Regions from separate parts of the Mus musculus genome. Here regions 1, 2, 3 and 5 are each linked to region 4. Evidence: chromatin contacts called from public promoter capture Hi-C data. All regions are on one chromosome and are shown on one strand. The core of a region is the stretch at or near the end of the contact, and the rest is flanking DNA. Distances in the headings are between cores, read along the strand shown. Region 1 holds the start of Rps11 (ribosomal protein S11). Region 2 holds the start of Scaf1 (SR-related CTD-associated factor 1). Region 3 holds the start of Fuz (fuzzy planar cell polarity protein). Region 4 holds the start of Gsk3a (glycogen synthase kinase 3 alpha). Region 5 holds the start of Nr1h2 (nuclear receptor subfamily 1, group H, member 2).

What was found. Promoter capture Hi-C pulls out the DNA fragments that hold promoters and counts their contacts.
Region 1: a promoter capture Hi-C map of liver shows a contact between it and region 4, with 2.1 times the contacts expected there. The contact joins the promoter of Rps11 here to the promoter of Gsk3a in region 4. A contact is called at or near these places in 2 of 39 promoter capture datasets (frontonasal cranial neural crest and liver).
Region 2: a contact with region 4 is called in a promoter capture Hi-C map of liver, with 2.3 times the contacts expected there. The contact joins the promoter of Scaf1 here to the promoter of Gsk3a in region 4. A contact is called at or near these places in 3 of 39 promoter capture datasets (cranial neural crest, liver and pre-B cells).
Region 3: a promoter capture Hi-C map of liver shows a contact between it and region 4, with 2.1 times the contacts expected there. The contact joins the promoter of Fuz here to the promoter of Gsk3a in region 4. A contact is called at or near these places in 3 of 39 promoter capture datasets (cranial neural crest, frontonasal cranial neural crest and liver).
Region 5: a promoter capture Hi-C map of cranial neural crest shows a contact between it and region 4. The contact joins the promoter of Nr1h2 here to the promoter of Gsk3a in region 4. A contact is called at or near these places in 4 of 39 promoter capture datasets (cranial neural crest, liver, pre-B cells and 1 more).

Annotation. Positions count from the first base shown.
Region 1 is chr7:45,122,223-45,126,166 of GRCm38.p6, reverse strand. Rps11 (ribosomal protein S11) reads left to right here and starts at 1,778. Exons shown (of 5, transcript NM_013725.4): 1 at 1,778-1,870; 2 at 2,617-2,748; 3 at 2,929-3,004; 4 at 3,209-3,338; 5 at 3,609-3,779. The coding sequence starts at 1,856. The coding sequence ends at 3,732. It overlaps Rpl13a (ribosomal protein L13A), which reads left to right. Exons shown (of 8, transcript NM_009438.5): 7 at 1-52; 8 at 135-604. The coding sequence ends at 221. It overlaps Snord35b (small nucleolar RNA, C/D box 35B), which reads left to right and starts at 3,056; the gene lies at 3,056-3,142.
Region 2 is chr7:45,014,476-45,018,200 of GRCm38.p6, reverse strand. It overlaps Scaf1 (SR-related CTD-associated factor 1), which reads left to right and starts at 1,952. Exons shown (of 11, transcript NM_001008422.1): 1 at 1,952-2,121. Rras (related RAS viral (r-ras) oncogene) reads right to left here and starts at 259. Exons shown (of 6, transcript NM_009101.3): 1 at 33-259. The coding sequence starts at 185.
Region 3 is chr7:44,894,298-44,898,145 of GRCm38.p6, reverse strand. It overlaps Fuz (fuzzy planar cell polarity protein), which reads right to left and starts at 2,067. Exons shown (of 11, transcript NM_027376.3): 1 at 1,784-2,067; 2 at 1,478-1,599; 3 at 1,147-1,231; 4 at 817-885; 5 at 522-626. The coding sequence starts at 1,894.
Region 4 is chr7:25,235,906-25,239,638 of GRCm38.p6, reverse strand. It overlaps Gsk3a (glycogen synthase kinase 3 alpha), which reads left to right and starts at 1,788. Exons shown (of 11, transcript NM_001031667.1): 1 at 1,788-2,261. The coding sequence starts at 1,979.
Region 5 is chr7:44,551,780-44,555,606 of GRCm38.p6, reverse strand. Nr1h2 (nuclear receptor subfamily 1, group H, member 2) reads left to right here and starts at 1,642. Exons shown (of 10, transcript NM_001285517.1): 1 at 1,642-1,798; 2 at 1,899-2,028; 3 at 2,853-2,910; 4 at 2,987-3,100; 5 at 3,362-3,652; 6 at 3,748-3,827. The coding sequence starts at 2,871.

The sequences.
Region 1 (3,944 bases), core at 529-3,028, about 20 Mb before region 4:
GAAACGGAAGGAAAAGGCCAAGATGCACTATCGGAAGAAGAAGCAGATCTTGGTGAGGACGGACACTGAGATCCAGGATTAGGGGGGCGCAGGTGAGAAGCAACCGCTCTGACATGTGTCTTTTCACACCACAGAGGTTACGGAAACAGGCAGAAAAGAATGTGGAGAAGAAAATCTGCAAGTTCACAGAGGTCCTCAAGACCAACGGACTCCTGGTGTGAACCCAATAAAGACTGTTTGCCTCATGCCTGCCTGGCCTGCCCTTCCTCCGCCGCCAACTAGGGAAGTGGGGACCAAAGGTTCCTTAGGCACTGCTCCTGTGGGTAGAGGGGACATTAGAGAGCTGACAGCGCACCACCTGCATGAGTTTTTATTAAAGTGCAAACCATGGGATGAATCAGTTGAGCTTCAGTGTTGAAAATGAGTAGCAGGGCTGCCCCACCCACCTGACCAAGTACCCTATTCTGCAGCTATGAAAATGAGATCTGCACATGAGCTGGGGTTCACAAGTGCACACTTGGAGCACTGCCTTGCTCCTTCCCAGCAGACCACAAAGCAGTATTTTTCTGGAGGATTTTATGTGCTAATAAATTATTTGACTTAAGTGTGTACGATGTGTGCTGTGCAGAGAGGGGCAGAGGGCACCAGCAGGTCATCTGCATGGGGGGCCCCTTTGGGTGAATCCTTGCTCACGGGATAGGCTTTGTTGCTCAAAAGTTGCAGATATACATCTTGGGTCCTGTCCTAGATGGTGTTACTGTAAGTCAGCACCAAGATACAAGAGCTGGTACCTGGACTGTAGGAGGTCAGGCCATGACACAAAGGCTGGGACTAAAGGCATTTACCACGCCTGAGTCTTCTGGTTCTTTAAACATCAAATCCTTCCGGGGGCTGGCGAGATGGCTCAGTGGTTAAGAGCACAGACTGCTCTTACGAAGGATCCGAGTTCAAATCCCAGCAACCAAATGGTGCCTAACAACTATCCATAATGAAATCTGATGCCCTCTTCTGGAGTATCTGAGAACAGCTACAGTGTACTTACATATAATCTTAAAAATGCTTCCCATGTTAACCACCACTAGAGTTTTTATTACAGCTAGCTGACCTGGAAGCCAAGTCCTTATGCCTCCGTGAGTGCTGGGGTTAAAAAGATCCAGCACCACTCAAAATGTCAATCTATTTTGAAAATATGCTTTATACTGTTCTAGCCCATCTGTGCAGGGCTAGAACGGTGAATACGAGAAACTGACACAAGCTTTTGCCACCTGGCTAAATGGTTCCTCTATTACCTGGGGTGGTCACCTAAGGTTAGACACTCATCCACGAGTAGTCAGGACATAAACCCATCAAAGTGTGGGTAGACGCGCAGCCTGAGATACTGTCAACAAAGGACATGCGACCTTGGTGACGTCGGCCTTTAATAAAAGGAAGAAAGGTTGACTATTCGGTCGACGCTGGCTGCTCCTGACATCGTATGGCAGATACTCTGCTGTAAAGCGGTTCACCCCTTTCTTGAGACCCGCTCTGCACGGCCGCTTCTCTCTGGAAACTGAATCCCAGCACGTGTTTCCCAACCCGTACGGCACGCCTTCTCCGCCCTAAGCCTCGCCGTACCACATGATGCACGTTTCCTCCACATCGTGCTCCTGAAATCTCGCGAGATGATAGGATCTTCCCGCCCCTTAGTCCTCCCCCGTCATGGCGGCGTACGGACAGTCCCAGGAACGCGGGCTCTCGCCGGAAGTACCTCCCACCTCCGTGAGGATAACCCCGCGTCACTTCCGCCCCGACCTCGCGTGGTGAATAAGGAAGCCGGGAGCGGCCCTGCCTCTCCCTTTCTCCGGCGGCCGGGAAGATGGCGGACATTCAGGTTCGAGCGTTTAGTTGCTTTCCCCCGACGCTTCGGTGTGGAGCGTATCCCTTGGCGTCCTCGTTGTCTTACGCATTAGCTGAAGCGAGGATGCCTGCGAATGCCTTCGTCTCAGGCGGCTCGGAAATCCGGGCTCTACGCAGTAATGGGGTCCCTGGCGCTTCGGGAGTTGGTTCTTAAAGCTCAGAGCTTAACGGGTGAGGGATTGTGGCGGGAGGAGGGCATCCTGCGGCGCGGGAGTCCTGCGGCGGCAGAGCCGGGGACACTGGGTAAAGCAGGTTTTTTCCCCTTGATGGAGACTGAGGCCCGGACCTCGTGCGCTCTACGGCAGGGCTGCGGTCCCGACCTCGCTGTAGTTTTCAGTGTGAGCGCAGCTCTGGCCTCGATGAGCTTAGGCTTGTCTTAAACTTGCCATCCTGCCTCAACCTCAACCGGGATGACAGATCCGGCCCACCAGGCTCGGCTACGTGGACATAAGCTTGAATCCCGAATGAGTGGATTTGTATGTTTTGGAGGTCCAGTCTGGCTGAAAAGCTCTTTTTGATCTCAGCCGTGAGTTCTGCAGGCTGTGGAGGTGTTAGATGGGACGCAGTGTGTGAGCTAAACTAGACTTGGGGTGGTTGGAGAGCCCTGACCAGCCGGTTTTGGCGATTGGGGCAAATAAGGTTGAAGGTAGGAAGGAAGAAATATTGTCTCTGATTTCCTTGAACTTTACCTGCAACCTCACCAAATTCTCATCCCTACAGACGGAGCGTGCTTACCAAAAGCAGCCTACGATCTTTCAAAACAAGAAGCGGGTTCTGCTGGGAGAAACCGGCAAGGAAAAACTCCCTCGGTACTACAAGAATATCGGTCTAGGCTTCAAGACGCCTAAAGAGGTACAGGACCCTCCAGCAGATGAGATCCCTGCTGCCCTGCACGTGTGGGAGCACAGCCACCCCGCCCCCTTCACAGTGGCTTCCCATGGGCCCCTGGGAATTGTAGTATGGGCCCTGAGGCGTCATCCTTGGTTCTGTTTAGGAAGTGGTAATCTAAACCCCACTTTCTTAACTTTGCAGGCTATTGAGGGTACCTACATAGACAAGAAATGCCCCTTCACTGGTAACGTCTCCATCCGAGGTCGGATCCTGTCTGGTGAGTGGGATGTTGGAAGGGTGGTTCTAGGTTCCTGCGTCCAGGGGCGCTGGCAAGTGATGTCTGTTCTCACGATGGTCTTCAGATGTCCTCTAGGGCACTGCTGAGACAGCCAGTTGACAAAGCTGATGCCATAAATGGAGCTTCTTGGGAGCCCCGTTCAACTGACTCCTACCTGCTAACACCTTTCTGTTACTCTCCCAGGTGTCGTGACGAAGATGAAGATGCAGAGGACCATTGTCATCCGCCGGGACTATCTCCATTACATCCGAAAGTACAATCGCTTTGAGAAGCGTCACAAGAACATGTCTGTGCACCTGTCCCCCTGTTTCAGGTGACTCTGGTAGCTTGGGATAATGACTCTAGACAAGACAGTCACTGGCTAGGCTGGAGGTGTCCCATGGGCAGAGCAGTGTGGGGTCCAGGAGTGTGTAGACTGCTGTGTGAACGTCTGGGAACTAGAAGTTGTAGTTTGTTAGTCTTAGCAACTGCGTAGATGGTGACTGGTTGGGTGGAGCAAGGGTGGCCCCCACCCCTTTGGCCTGTCTGGATGAAGGAATTGCTGGGGAGGCCCCTCCTGAAGACTCCTTGTCTGACCCCACAGGGATGTACAGATCGGAGACATTGTCACAGTTGGAGAGTGCAGGCCCCTGAGCAAGACTGTGCGATTCAATGTGCTCAAGGTCACCAAGGCTGCTGGCACCAAGAAGCAGTTTCAGAAGTTCTAAGGGGACTCTGGCCAATGCCCTAGAACAAATAAAGTTATTTTCCAACGTACAGAACAGGCTTGGAGTCTCATGTGTCCTGGGACAGAGCAAAGATTGCCAGGGCTTTCCTGAGCTGGAGGTATCTGCTGCATTTATGAGCCTCTAAATCTTGGTAACCAAGTAGAACACCCAGGGTCAGCTACCTGGTGCAGGCAGCCCCTGCTCTGCCTGCC
Region 2 (3,725 bases), core at 703-3,202, about 20 Mb before region 4:
CGGGGAAACCCTCCCCGGTGAGGGCCCACTACCTGGATGAACTGGATGGTCAGCGCGCTCTTGCCCACGCCGCCGCCGCCTACGACCACCAGCTTGTGAGTCTCGCCGGGCGGGGGGTCCCTGGGTCCCGGCCCCCCGCCCCGGGGCCGCCCCCGCCCAGTCCCGGACGCCGCCCCGCTGCTCATGTCGCCACCGCTGCTGCTGCCGCCGCTACCGCCTAGGGGGAGTCAGGAGAGACCAAGGGGTGGGTTATGCTAATAATACTGCATAAACATGAGCTTTGGCCAGAGGACACGAGTCTCCGGATGCTTCTGGAGGAGGCGAGGCCAGAGTGAGGGAGGAGCTAGACTAATAAGGGTAGGGGAAACAAGGTTGCAAAAACGGGGAATTCCAAGAGGGGTGGGGATATGCTAATGACCCTGTGTCCACCCTAAGCACAGCCACGAGCTCTCCTCCTGCAGTCCGCCTTTGGGAGGAGCTATGCTAATAAACCCCATCTTTGGGCGAAAAAGTTTTCTTCGGGGCGGGGATATGCAAATTAAATGTTGCGGTAGTTATTATCTAAGGACCACTGTTTCTGGTAGGTGTGGCTTGGGGCTCCTTCTCAGGGCCGTATATAGGGAGATCTTAGGACAGCACAGGTCTCAAAATTAATCTCCGCCTCCTCCCTGGGATTGTCGCCAAGTTCTCTGCCCCAGCTTCGTTCTAGAGGCTGGCGTCTCGGCCTGTCTATGGACTTAGGCTTCCGGTTCCCGCTGTCCCAGCCAAACGGAAGATAGACTGGGAGGGGAGCTGGGGCCCTGGAGGGGGACAGCAGGGTAACTGGGCAGGACGGGCTGTGAGATCACCACATTCCTAATCCATGAGCCAGTTCATCCTAGTCGGGAAGTCCGGGTCTAGAAGGGCCGACAGCCAGGATTTCTGGGCTTTGGAAGGATGCGGTTGATAGCTCAGACACTGGTTCCTACGAGAGTATTGAGTTAGAGACTTAGATTTCTCCGGTCCGACTCCGGTCCAGGGGGTCGGGAGGGGCTCCTTACTACTACTGGGAAAGCTGGGAGTCTGGACTCATGGGGCCAAAGGATGGAGAGTCTGGGGACCCAGAATTCTGAGTTCGAGGGCATGAGTGCTCCGGGAGGGTTGTGGAAGAATTTAGCACTTACATTTATGTAAGATATGGTATTGACGTCCTGAAAGGGAAGAGGATTGAAATTCCAGAGTCCCAAGGAAGAGGGAAATGAGTCTTCACTCATCTGCTCTGAACCAGAAGACTCAGAGTTTGGATTTTCCTGTCCTGAGTAAAGGAGCTCTGGTTTGACTCCTGAGTTCTGAATTTAATGGAGATTATTTTAAGTTAAAGCCTATTCTGGACATCTTAGAATGAACTTATCTCAAAACAAACAAACGAAAAGAGGACTATAGATATAGTTTAGTGATAACATAGAACGTTTGTCTACCATGTATGAGCATTTAAATTCAATCTCTAGTTCCCCCCCCCCAATAAATAATTTTAGAAGCTGGGCATGATAACTGACGAGTCCCAGCACTGGGGAAACAGAAGCAGAAAGACAGCAGCAAGTTCCAAGCCCGTCTGAGATACATAAGACAGCGTCTCAAAAAAATCTTCTTAGGATTTATAGGAGAAAAAAATTAGAAGGGTTTCATATTCAGAAAGGACGACCATGGGCGGGGTAGCGTCCATCTTAATTGAACTACAATTCCCATGGATCTCAACAACGGAGCGCCTTTTTTACATCACTTCCTGATCCGCCGCCTTTTTCCCCGCGCACGCAGGACACTGAGGGGGGTCGTACCGCGCGCTCCAGCAGCCCCGCCCACTTCACCTCTCACCCCGTACACTGTCCCCCGCGTGACGGAGTCTTCACACGGACTACATCTCCCGGCATCCAGCGCGCGCACTCCACCTCCATGTGACGCATTGATTTCTGGGAAACGGAGTCGCCTCCGGTGCTGCCGGCCTTTCGGAAACCCAGCTGGGTACTTGAAATCCCGGCAAGCGCCGCGGCAATTTGGTTCCGCCCTTCCCCAGCTCAAATCGCGAGCCCCGCCCCATTCCGCCCCGCCCCGCGCCGGGACCGGAGCCGCAGCCCGAGCGGCGGGGTAAGATGGCGGCGGCGGTCCGGGCCGCGGGGCTCGGGCCTATCGGGGTGGGCGGGGCGGAGTCGGGTCGCTAGTCGTCTCCGAGTGTCGCCCGTATGCCACGGGGCCTGGAGAGCGTAGCGTGGCACCTTCGGACCCGGCTGCAGCGGCCAAGGCAGTCTCTGAGTAGGGGGCCTTCTTAGGGCCCCGGACGCGCCCGTGGGTGCCAGAGGGCTTTCGTATGGCCTGGACCGCGACTAGGCCGGCCCTCCTTCCCATTGCTGAGCCTGGACACGTCTGCAGGCGCCGTAGATGGTTTTTATGTGCGACCGTAGGCTAGGGTCTGTTGAGAGGCTTTTGGGGCCATCTTGAGATCTTCACTCCCCCAGGAGTTAAGGGGGTCTGCAGAGTCACCTAGTTCACTGGGGTGTATTTGTTAGGGCTGGGAAGTCTCTCCTCATGCTGGCCTCTGCATTCGGCTCATCTACATGGATCTGGGACCATTTATGAGGCCTGGAAGCTCTCTTCAAGGACTAGGAAGTGTTAAGGTCCACCTGGAAGAAAGAGATGTACTCCCACCTAGGGAGAGGGAAGCAAGCTTTGTGATGTGCCCAGAGGCATAAATGAGTCGCTAAGGTCTGGGAAGTGTTTTATGTGGGGGTGACTCGGAGATAGGGGTGGGTGGGGTAGGGTGGGGTAGTTTGAAGGAACTAGAATCGTCCAATGATTGCAAGAATACAGTCTATGTCTTGGAGGAAATTCAAGTGCTTTTGAAGAGTAGATAAATGTGTAGAGAATAATAACAGAAAACGCTGGGAATTTTATCCAGCTCAAATGTACTTGCCTTTCAGAAAGTAATTAAAAAGAAAATGGTTTCAAACAAAAAAGAACCTGTGTTGTCCCCATGCTGAGGAGTTAGAATCATTCCTGAGGGTCTGTAGAGCTGTCTGGGATCATCTAGTGCAGTGCTCTGCAACTTGACCTTGATAGGAAGGGAAAAAATGCATTATTCGATGAGATTAAGTGCATGCCAACATATGTATTTTACTAATATTACTCCAGTCCTGCAAACTCATGGTTCCATTTGAAACTTGGAAAGTATTTTCCATTATGTTTTATGTACTTTGTGTAATGAGCTGTTTGTGAATCACTAAATTGCTCCCAGAGCCCTGTAATTGAGGGATCACCGATCTCACATGGTCTGCAGAGCCTTACAAGGTCTATGGTTTTGGGGATCTCCAAATCTGCAGCCAGGATCTCTTGGTACAATTTCTTTTCTGTGACAGTCAGTGCTTTGGATAAGATGTGTATCAGACTGTGAGAGAGCATCCTCAGAGCTGGGAATTATTGCTATACAGGGTAGGAAAGTCTTGAATGTTAGCTTAGAGAAGCTTGGATATGGTAGGGGGGCCATCAGTAAGGTATGCCTGAGGGAATCAGGAAGAAGCTGAAGGTTTGGAGAGCTGGAGCTGGGGGGGGTTGTGGAGGCCAAGGTATAGTTTCAGAGTAGGACTGAGACCAGGGCTGAGGCCAAAAGGCGAAACCTGGTCGAAGGGCTACTGATAGAATTATTGCTAATGTGTATCCAGCCATTTATATGTGGAAACCAGTGTGAGAGATACTAC
Region 3 (3,848 bases), core at 818-3,317, about 20 Mb before region 4:
ACAGGCCTGCACCAGGAGGTCCTGGGATGCCAATAGTTTTAACAACAGCATCTAAACTTGCTGAGAAGGCACAGTCCTGACCTACGGAAGCTCTGAGGTCAGGACATGCTGCCAGGAGAGGCATAACTTTAGCAAAGGAAGATTGGGCAGGCATGGTGGAGCACGCCTTTAATCCCAGCACTCAGAGGCAAAGGCTGGTGGGTGTTTGTGAGTTGTAAGTTGGAGGTCGGCCGGACTGGCCTACAGAGAGAGTCCCAAGACAGCCTGGGAGCCCTGTCTTAGAATGGGGTGAGGCGGATTTGCCTAGACAGGGTTCCCTGCAAGGCAGGAAGGCAGGGTGCTTGTGAGGCCGAAGCTGCAGGACAGGAGGCAAGCAGTCAGTGTACCCTGGTGAGAAGGTTCCAGGTAAAACTTGATTCCAGGATGATAAGAGGGAGTTAGGACAATGTCCAGAGAAAGAAAACAAAGGAAGGCTGAGCAGAACCGTGGGGACACAGTTATTTCTATAGCTGCCCCAATACCTGCATGGCAGACCCCTCTGGAGGAATGACACAGTCCACACACTGGGTCAGGTCTCCGATGAGTTCTGAGTTCCCCAGGAAGCTGTCGATGAGACAGTAGCTGGCCTGGTAGAGGAAAAGAGGCATCTAGGACCCACGTAGGCCAGATCAGCCCAGAAAAACCTGAGGCCAGCTCCAGGATTAAACAAGCTCTTCAAGAACCCATGGGCTTTCCCTATGCATAGTGGGAATTGTAGTTCCAGACAAATGGGCACGACTTAGGGATCCTAACGTCACTCACATCCCACAGCCTCACCCTCAATTCTTTCTTCAGTCTTTCTACATTCCGGATATTGGTCAGCTCCTCAAGTCCCACAATGAGAACCTAGAAGAATCACATAGGACAGCGGGGTCCTTAATAGGATCTAGTCAGAGAGGACAGTATTTGAATGGGTGTTGAGAGGAAGGCCAGGTCTGGATCCCTGTGTATGAAGGTGGAGGTCGGGCTCCTGGACTCCTAGGTATGAGGGAAGAGGGCTGAGGTCTGGATGTCTGGGTGTGAGAAAAAAATGCAGGTCTGGACTAAGGAGAAGAGGCTGGGGGTGCAGCTCTCTTGAGTTTTGGAGAAAAAAGGGCCCAGTCTCACCATGGCCCCAAACACCATGTGGAGCATTCTTTCCAGCCTCAGCTCAGAGGTGCCCTCCTCAGATGACAGAACAATGAGAGTGATACTGTGGGGAGGAAAGAAGAGAAGCAAGAATGAAGTAGAGGTCAGGCCTGGGAAACGGAGCCAAGCGCTTCAGCGTCTCTGGGCTATTCCTATGCTGCTGGCTACATTCTGCTGGGAACGCAGGGATCAGAGAGGGTGAGTAGCTTATCAAAGATTCCCACAGCCAAGTCACCACTGGCAGGACTCTGGGGTCACCTAAGCCAGGAACCACTGCCCAGATCTTGTTCCCTTGCTCCCGCCAAGGGACCTGTCATGGAAGTTCTTCCACACTACGGTTGTGTCTTCCGTTCTTGCAGAGTTCAGTTGCACATCCAGATTCTGGCCGAACATGTGGACTCCATTGAGAGAGCCGATGACAGAGAAAGGAAGCTGAAGAGTGGGGAAGCATTGAGACCTCACTGTCCCACTTTGCCGTCTCCCCACATCCCCCCAAAGTTCTTCAGGAAACCAGGCTTATTAGTCCCCTAAAGGCTCCGAGCCTCTACTCCCTGCACGGTATGCCATCCCAGCTTCCCAAACCCCTTATTTAGACGAAGGAGTCGAATGCCCCCACCTGTTGACGGGAGGGGGCGCCGCCGCTGCTACTCCGACAAAACAGGGGAACCCCGCTAGAGGCTGCGAGGCACAGCAGATGCACCGGGCTTCCCGGCCCCTCATCCCCCATCTGGAAGCCCGCACCCGACAAGTCACCCCCCTGGAGACTCTCGGTGTGGATCTAGGAGCATGCGGGTAGTGAAAGCAAGTCGGCCTGCCGTTTGGAGCCGCCAGAGGGCGAGAAGCCGGATGGCTAAATTCCTGCCTTCATCAACTCAGCCCCTCCAACAGGATTCTTTTTCCGCCCCGGCCGGAAGTCATCATGACCCTAACAAAGATGGCGACAAGTATTGCTTGCCAAGCGTTCAAGTTGTTCCTGGACAGCTTCACATCTTTTGTATAACGAGAATGAAGAATCTAGTTTGAAGATGGTGATGGTGCTAAGGTGTTGCCTACAAACCTTCATGTGTGCTGTAATTACGTGCTAATTTTTTTTTTTTAAACAACTGGTTGAGGATGGGGACAGTGCTAAGGCACTGCCTGGCAACTGCAGCGTGGCCTTTCATTCCATAGTGGGAAATACCCTGCCCCAGTCAAAGATGGCCGTATGCTCAGGCGTTGCCTAGCAACTACCATTCACAATAATTTCTGTTTCAAAACTCCGAACCGCTGTGCCACCGTCTCCCTCTCATTTTTTCAGAATGGTTTGATCCAGGCAGTGTTGCCTAGTAACCACCAAATGAGATGGTTGTTTTTGTTATTAGTGAAAGGCAGAAGAGAACCTTTTCCAAAATCATGAAAACCACGTAATTTCTGTAACGAATTAATGCCAATGATGGTGTATCGTGTCGAAAGGTAAAACACGGAAAACTTTGTTCCATGCAACAATAGAAGTTAGCACCGAGGTAGCAAGACAGATTTTCACAGATATGATCACTGTACTATCACTTCCAAAGCTTTCTTCCAAAGGATGGCTAGGAGCCAGGGAGATGGCTCAGCACATCCCAGGGCTTGCCATGAAGACCTGAGAAGCTTGTAACCCCTGGAATCTTCATGGTAGAATAGAGAGCTCACTCCACAAAGCTGGCCTCTGTACACATGCCATGGCACACGCACTGTAAGAATCAAAATTTATTTTCTAGTTTAAAATAGTATGGCTATTAAAATAGTATGGCTACAGCTTCGTGTCTTTATTTTCTACTTTCTGGGTGAGTTGCAGCCTTTAGGCCTGGTTGGCCTGGAACTCAGGGTAGCTGTTTGGCCTGGAATGGCGAATGCCAGCCACTCTCTTTTTCTTTGCTTTCCTTTCTTTCTCTTTTGCTTGTTGTTGTTTAGTGTATTTTTGAGGTGTGGTCTCATGTAGCCCATGCAGACCTGGGACTTGCCATGTGTCCTTGAAATTCCGATTCCTTTTTCAACATCTCAGTCTCCTTTCTTTCTTCCTTTCTTTTTTCTTTCTTTCTTCCTTTCTTTTTTTTTTCTAGATTTATTTATTTATTTTATATATACGAGTACACTGTAGCTGTACAGATGGTTGTGAGCCATCATGTGGTTGCTGGGATTTGAACTCAGGACCTTTGGGAGACCAGTCAATGCTCTTAACAGCTGAGTCATCTCTCCAGTCCAGTCCAGCCCCCATCTCAGCCCTTCTAATGTCTTTTTATACTCTGTTTGTTTGTTTGTTTGTTTGGTTTTTGAGACAGGGTTTCTCTGTGTAGCCCTGTCTGTCCTGGAACTCACTCTGTAGACCAGGCTGGCCTCAAACTCAGAAATCCACCTGCCTCTGCCTCAAAGGCGTGCACCACCACTGCCCGGCTATACTCAATTTTGATAAGTGCAAGGAATTGAACAATTTTTTCCACCGACAAATATTAGATTTCTCCTTCTGTATTTTAAATGATACAATAAAACAAAATAATTTTTTGAGACAAAATCGTGCTGTGTAGCCCAGGCTGGCCTTGGTCCTTATGCTCAGTTCTCCCATGTTGCATTGCTACACCCTGCTGAGTTAGCAGTTTTAGCTGCTTGATTACTGTATGTCTGAGAGCAATTGCTTTGTTTATTAAATTAAATAATTTAAAATA
Region 4 (3,733 bases), core at 539-3,038:
TTGAATTTGCTCTCCAGTGCCGCACAGATCTCAATGCCAAGAACGGTCCCCTGGGCAGGTTCCACGAGTTCTGGCGGTTAAATAATGTGTTCTATCCTGCTACATAGCCTAGTGAGATTCTTTGATCCTATACCTAGGGGCTTGACTTCACTTTTCAACTGGGAGCAGCCGTCAGAGGGCGGCAGCCACCATGCGACTGTGTTACTCCAGAAACTCCCTCTACAGTCGAGCGTGAAGCGTCTGCAGGCTTTGCGAAGAGGGCGGAAGTACCCGTGCGTTGCCTTCTGGATAACGTAGTCTTTAGAAGCGCTAGCAGTACCTTCTGTCTCCATTCCGTGTCCACTGAGAATTGCAATAGGGAAATGACTGAGCAGACAGTACTGTAGGCTTCAGAAAAGCCCCAACAATTAGGACGAACACAGGCTGCGAGTAAAGTAGAGCACAGACTCCGTTTCTGAGGCACGAGAGCTGACAGCATTTTGACCTCTGTCTCTGCGCCCCCCCCCCAGCCCCCAGTTTCCTACTTTGGTGCGACTTTTCCCGGGTATTAATTGATTAACAGGAGACTCGACATACTCAAGAAAGCTGAAACTCCTTCGTGTAGTCGGCTCCCTTCATTCAGATTATCTAGAATCCTGTAATCTAGGAAGAGGATAGACGCAAAAAATTGGGGGTTCAGGACAGAAATTCTCTCTTTTTTTAAATCCTGCAGCTCATCTTCTTGGTCCTAACCATATTGCTAGGGAAAAAGGTAGACTATCGGAAAACAAATGTTCTGAGGCATAGTCGGGACTGTTTACTGTACTAAATCCGTTGAGAATGTAAGGAGACGTTATTCTCTTCTCTATATGTGGTTGCTTGGGACTACTTTTTCTAGCACTCACTTATCGGTTTAGGTCTTAGACCTAGGGATCAGAGAAGACATTGTAACACATTATAGTCTCCCTTGGGAACAATTGTCCTTAACCTTTCACCTACACTCTCAGCCACAGTACTCCCTTTGGACTACAGCTCCCACGAAGCCCCAGAGCCTAGCTTCACGAAGAGTCAGAGTCTACTGTGGATTATTCCCAGCATGCTTCTGGTTGCTGGTAGCTCTCATCAGCCTCGTCAATGGTGAGGCAATATTGAACTTCATTTCCCAGAAGACACCAGGCTCATTGAAGCGACGCGCATAACTCTTGGTGTCGACTACATTTCCCGGAAGGAACTGCGACGCTGCTAGCTGGCCTGAGAGAGCGCGATGCCTATTCTACTTCCTATCAGTTCCTTCCAGTTACAGTATCTACTTAAGGTTTGAGGAGCATCTGAGACTTCATTTCCTATAGTGCTTTATCAACCATTCTACACCTGCAATGCGGTGAGGGCGTGGTGATGACTCCATTTCCCAGTGTGCTTCACAGCCAGAGTACTAAGTATTCACGGGTGCGGACTCGATTTCCCAGAATGCACGCGGTGCAGGAAGTCACCGATGGCCCACAGATTGGGTGGGTGGCTGGACTCCATTTCCCGGCGTGCATCATTCTTGGATGCTGCTCAGTATTGGAGTGGCTAAGATTTCGTTTCTGAGATACTCTAAGGGACTTGCTTTTTCCTCTGTGTAGTGAGTGTGTGGCTCTGACTGTGTTTTTCAAAGTGCTTCCAAGTTAGCTTTTGGCAGAGTCGGGTGACATTAGCCAGGACTCTATTTCCCGGTGTGCAGCGCGAGCCGTCACACCCCGCCCCCAGCAGTCAGCTACTCTGAGGGTTTGAGAACTCCATTTCCCAGAGTGCTGTGCGGGTCGAGGGTGGTGACAACGAAGCCGACGGCAGAGGGACTTCATCTCCCGGCGTGCCCCGCGGCGGGCGCTGGGCCGGAGCCGGAGCCCGAACGGCGCGGCCTGGAAGAGGCCGGAGCCCAGGGGAGGCGGCGGCAGAGGCAGCGGCGGGGGCAGCCCAGGCAGCCCGAGCCCCGCGGCCTGGGCCTGCGCTCGGCGCCATGAGCGGCGGCGGGCCTTCGGGAGGCGGCCCTGGGGGCTCGGGCCGGGCGCGGACCAGCTCGTTCGCGGAGCCAGGAGGCGGAGGCGGAGGTGGTGGCGGCGGCCCCGGGGGCTCGGCCTCTGGCCCAGGAGGCACTGGCGGCGGGAAAGCGTCAGTCGGGGCTATGGGTGGGGGCGTGGGAGCCTCGAGCTCCGGGGGTGGCCCCAGCGGCAGCGGCGGAGGAGGCAGCGGTGGCCCCGGCGCGGGCACTAGCTTCCCGCCGCCGGGAGTGAAGCTGGGCCGTGAGTACTTAGGGGCGCCCTGTGGGGTGGTGATCTGGGTTTCCCAAGCGCATCAAACGGCAACCAGATTCTTTCATGTACCCAGAGAGAAGCTCGAGGTCACCGTGCTGCTTTAAGCCAGGATCGGAGCTTTCTGTCTCCGAGATAAAGGAGTTTGAGGGTTTACCATCACTTGGAGTTTAGATTCAGAATTACCAACACCCAAGAAACAGAGGTCACAGGTCCTATTCTTCCAGTTATCAAGGTCTCGAGTACTTGACGACGTTGCCATCCACAGGAGACTAGGATCAGAGGTCATAGTTACTTGCCAATTTGATCTAGGATTGTTGTCCCCTAAGAGACAAGAATATGATTTCTGTCACTATCCTGTATGAAAAGGGGGCTATTCGTTTCCTTCCCATCAAAATTGGTGATTTGGATAGGATATCCTTTAGAAACACCGATTCAGAATTATTAATGTTTCCACAGAAAAGGGCCAGGTTTAAACCATACGGCCTGACATTATCACCTAACCCACTGAAAACGTTTAGACTTGTAGTCAGTCCTCGATGATGGCAGTAAATAATCACTATTGTTTATAGATAAGAATAGCTTGGGAATAAACACAGGCTTCTAAGAAAGCTCATTGTCAGTTTTCTTTTAAAACAAGGTGAGGGAGCAGGGTTCTTTAGCAAAAATGGAGTGGGGGGGCACAGGTCACACCTCTTATAAAATATGGTTTTGAAGTGGCTGGTACTGGCTCTGAAAAAATAAATAGCCATGTGGTAGTATTTTTCAAAATATCCCTCACTGTCCCCCTTGCAAATTGCCTTTGTTGGTAAGTTTCCTAAAGGGAGTGGGTCCCTAAGAGTGGCAACTAGGCTTGCTGCTACTCAGAGACAGGGAATTGGAAACCAAAGCTTTCCTTCAAAGGCATCAGGCTGGGATATGCCTTCAGCAGTTGTGGAGTTGAGCAGCTCCATTCTCAGGCTAGGTACTACTCTGGAGCACACAGAGGCCAGACCAGTGCCCATAACAATGTAGAGTAGTTGGTAAGAGTAACAGACCCCCAACCCTCCAGTCCTTATCCCCAAGTGAGGGCCAGGGCAATGGCTCTTCAGACCAGCTTGTTTCTGTTACTTAGGACCTCTGCCAGGAAGGATTTAGAAGTCAGTGCTCTGGCTGTGAGGATTGACAGTGTTTTTTTTTGAGGAAGGAACACCCCCGTAGTTTCTGCTCCTTTGTGTGGAAGGTGGTACCTTGTACCTGCCCTGCAAAAGGGAAGAAAGGCTGGGTAGCCTGGTGTGGCTGGATTCTACACCTGAGGTGTTGGTGGCCCCCACCAAGTGATTTCACTGCTACTTGCTAGAAGTAGAAATTTGTAGGTGCTTTATCCACCAGTGGAAAGTAAGCTTGAATGTTGGTGTACTGCTATATGGAAGACAGAATTCAAGGTTTCCTGGAGGAAGCGCTAGGACATAACTTCTCCCCAT
Region 5 (3,827 bases), core at 393-2,892, about 19 Mb before region 4:
CATAGAGTTCTAGGACAGCTAGAATGGCGAGACCATGCTTTTAAAAGGGGGTGGGGGTTAAACCAGGTAGTGGTGGTATGCACTTCTAATCCTAGCACATGGGAGGCAGAGGCCTTGGCCAACTCTCTTAGGAGATGAAGGCCAGCCTGGTCTACAGAAGCAGTTCTAGGACAGCCATGGCTACACAAAGAAACCCTGCCTTGCAAAACAAACAAATCAACAAGAACAACAGTGGCCGGGCGGTGGTGGCGCACGCCTTTAATCCCAGCACTTGGGAGGCAGAGGCAGGCGGATTTCTGAGTCCGAGGCCAGCCTGGTCTACAAAGTGAGTTCCAGGACAGCCAGGACTATACAGAGAAACGCTGTCTCGAAAAAACCAAACCTAAACAAAACAAAACCAAAACAACAACAACAAAAAACAAAACAAAACAAAACCAAGAACAACAGCAACAAAAGTTAAGTAAAAGCAAGAATTTGTGCTTAATAAAGATTCCCAACTGTCCATAAGTGGGGAGTGCGGAGAAACAATCTCTGAATGTTTTCCATCTGAGATTCACACAAGTATTTCAATCTTTTGTGAAAAAGCTGGTATTATTACTTTTATGGGAGAGGGGTTGAGGCTACTTGTTTATTCACATTTAGCTGATGGCCAGGTCTCACTTCCTAGCTCAATTTGGCTTCCAACTAAAAGCAATCCTCTTGCCTTGCCTGGGTCTGTTTGCTTATTGCAGGCATGGGTCTGCACCCAATTTGCCTTTTTTATATTTACTTCTTCCTATTATGAAGCTGAATGCAAAAATAAATTCTTGTATAAAAAAGTTCCTGGGCTGGAGAGATGGCTCAGCAGTTAAGAGCACCAATTGCTTTTCTGAAGGTCCTGAGTTCAAATCCCAGCAACCACATTGTGGCTCACAACCATCCGTAATGAGATCTGATGCCCTCTTCTGGTGTGTCTAAAGACAGCTACAGTGTACTCACATATACATAAATAAATAAATCTTAAAAAAAAAAAAAAAAGTTCCCGAGGCGGGGACATCAAGAGAGTCCAAAGTGAACAAGATCCAGAATCAGGACATGTGAGGAGGAGGAGAAGGAGAAGGAGAGAGAGGCGAGCCAGGAGAGTAAAGGACCCAGTAACCAAATCGGCTGGATTATAAAGGGAAGGGCAGCCCAAGCCCTGAGCTGGAGAAGTTTAAGGTATGAAAAGCCTTTAAGCTTTTTAGGCTTAAAACCATCCTGTAACCATCTTGCCATCTCCAAATTTAAAATATTTAGAACCAACATACAGGGCTGGAAGAGGAGCTGCTACCGCAATAATGGGGAGGTAAAGGCAACAGGCTCAGAAGTTTAAGGCCACCCTTGAAATAAGAGATCCTGTCTCAAAATCAAGACAAAAATTTTTTTAAAAAGCAGCCATGCAGCACCGCTACAAAAGTAGAGAACTTTAAACTACTCAAAAAGGTTAAAACCTGCTTCGTTAGCCACCTGCGAAAAGAAACGAAAGAACTTTCCGGAACTTTTTTCTGAGTCCCAGAGGGGAACTACCAGAAGAAATAAACTTCCGGTGTGCCACTTCCGGCCGAGGCCTCACAGTCGGTGGCGCCCTGGCAGACCGGAAGTCTGTCACCTTTCCCGGTCCGCCTACTTCCGGAAGTGACGCGCAGCGGGGTTGCCGGAAGAAGTGGCGAAGTTACTTTTGCTTTTCGCTCAGCAAGCGCTGTTGCTTCGAGCTACTCCCAGGCTTCTGAAGTTACTTCCAAAGTGCTGTGGAGGCACAATCACCGGTGCGGACACAGAGGCAAGTGCGCCGGGCGGCCGGGCAGGTGGGACTGAGCCCGGTACGCGGATCGCCGTGGGTCCCGCTTAGCGCGCGCATCCTTCCCTCACTTTCCTCGCAGCTCTCGCCTCCCACGGCCGTTTCCAGGGCAACAGAGTCGGAGACCCCCTGCGACCCCCCTCCCGATCGCCGGTGCAGTCATGAGCCCCGCCTCCCCCTGGTGCACGGAGAGGGGCGGGGCCTGGAACAAGGTGGGCGTGACTCTACGGGGCGGGGCGTAGGGAAAGCCTATGGTTGGTGGGCGGGGGCGGGACACAGATGGGCAGAAGGCCTGCTGTAGATAGTCTGTGATTAAAGGCTTTTGATTCTTGGGGCGGGGCCTAGACCACTGTTGGGGGGGATTGGGAGGGGCAGAGGCATGGAGGGCGTGGCACAGTGAAGACCTATAATTGGCTTTGGGGGAATGAGAGGGGCGGAGCCTAGGAGGAACGGGGCGGAATTTGGGTTTCTGCTCCAGAGTGGGAAGGGGTGGGGCCAGGGACTTGATGGGATGGGTAGGGTCTGGGGTCTGTATTGGGGTGCGTTAAAGCCTTGAAGGAGCCTATGGTAGAAGGGTAATGGTTGCGCCCTGATGGGAGAGGCGGGGCAAAGTTAGGATCTCCCATGATAAGAGCACAGTTGGTGCTCACAGAAGAGGAATAGAGTTGTTGGGCTCTCTGAGGTCATGATTCGTAGAGAGGTGGAAGGAGCAGTGGGCCGGGTTGGGCATGTTAAAGTGTGTGATGTTTATTAGGAACTAGGGCTGGGAGTGGGGGCTCAATATAGAAGTTAAAAACACTGAGGTGTGGCACAGTCTTGTAATGGCAGCACTTGAGAGGCCGAGGCAGGAGTGCGGAAGATCCCAGGACAGCCTAGAGTAGTGTGTTCCAAGATTTTGGAGGTGGTTCAAGCTGTTCAGCCACATAGTTCGGGTAGCCTGAGCTGTATGAGATCATGTCTCAAGAGTCCGTGAGCACTGGAAGAAGAGACACCCCTATTATGCCCTGTAATTGGCTGGCTCCCCTATGTTCAGCAGGCTGCTTCGTGACCCACTATGTCTTCCCCCACAAGTTCTCTGGACACTCCCGTGCCTGGTGAGTGACGGGCTTTCCCTAGCCAGCCCCTTCCACAGTGTTGGAGAAGCTCACTGTCCTGTCTTCCTTTTCCTAGGGAATGGTTCTCCTCAGCCCAGTACCTCCGCCACGTCACCCACTATTAAGGAAGAGGGGCAGGAGACTGATCCTCCTCCAGGCTCTGAAGGGTCCAGCTCTGCCTACATCGTGGGTGAGATGGGGAGACAGGAACAGGGGTGTGGGGCTTTGTGAAGGAAGGGCGGGGAGATGGTGGCCCCTGTCTTTTGGTCCGCTTTCCCTTCCTTTTCTCCCTGACACCGCCGACTCGTCCTCCGGAGCCCGCCGACCTGCAGATCTTTCCCTTGGCGTTGCAGCCCCGTCCTCTCACCCTCGCTTCGGGACCTCCCATGGCCCGTTCCCCGGCTGCTGTTTCTCTTTGTCGCTATCTCTCATGGCATCTGCTCACCCCAAGTCATCTTAGAGCCAGAGGATGAGCCTGAGCGCAAGCGGAAGAAGGGGCCGGCCCCGAAGATGCTGGGCCATGAGCTGTGCCGCGTGTGCGGAGACAAGGCTTCGGGCTTCCACTACAACGTGCTCAGCTGTGAAGGCTGCAAAGGCTTCTTCCGGCGCAGTGTGGTCCACGGTGGGGCCGGGCGCTATGCCTGTCGGGGCAGCGGAACCTGCCAGATGGATGCCTTCATGCGGCGCAAGTGCCAGCTCTGCCGGCTGCGCAAGTGCAAGGAGGCTGGCATGCGGGAGCAGTGTAAGCAAGGGGTGGGGCTAGAGGGAGAGCGGGTCACCTGCAAGGGGAGGTGTAAGTGAGGCTGAGGCCCGCCTCTGAGGCCGGCTTTCCCGCAGGCGTGCTCTCTGAGGAGCAGATTCGGAAGAAAAGGATTCAGAAGCAGCAACAGCAGCAGCCACCACCCCCATCTGAGCCA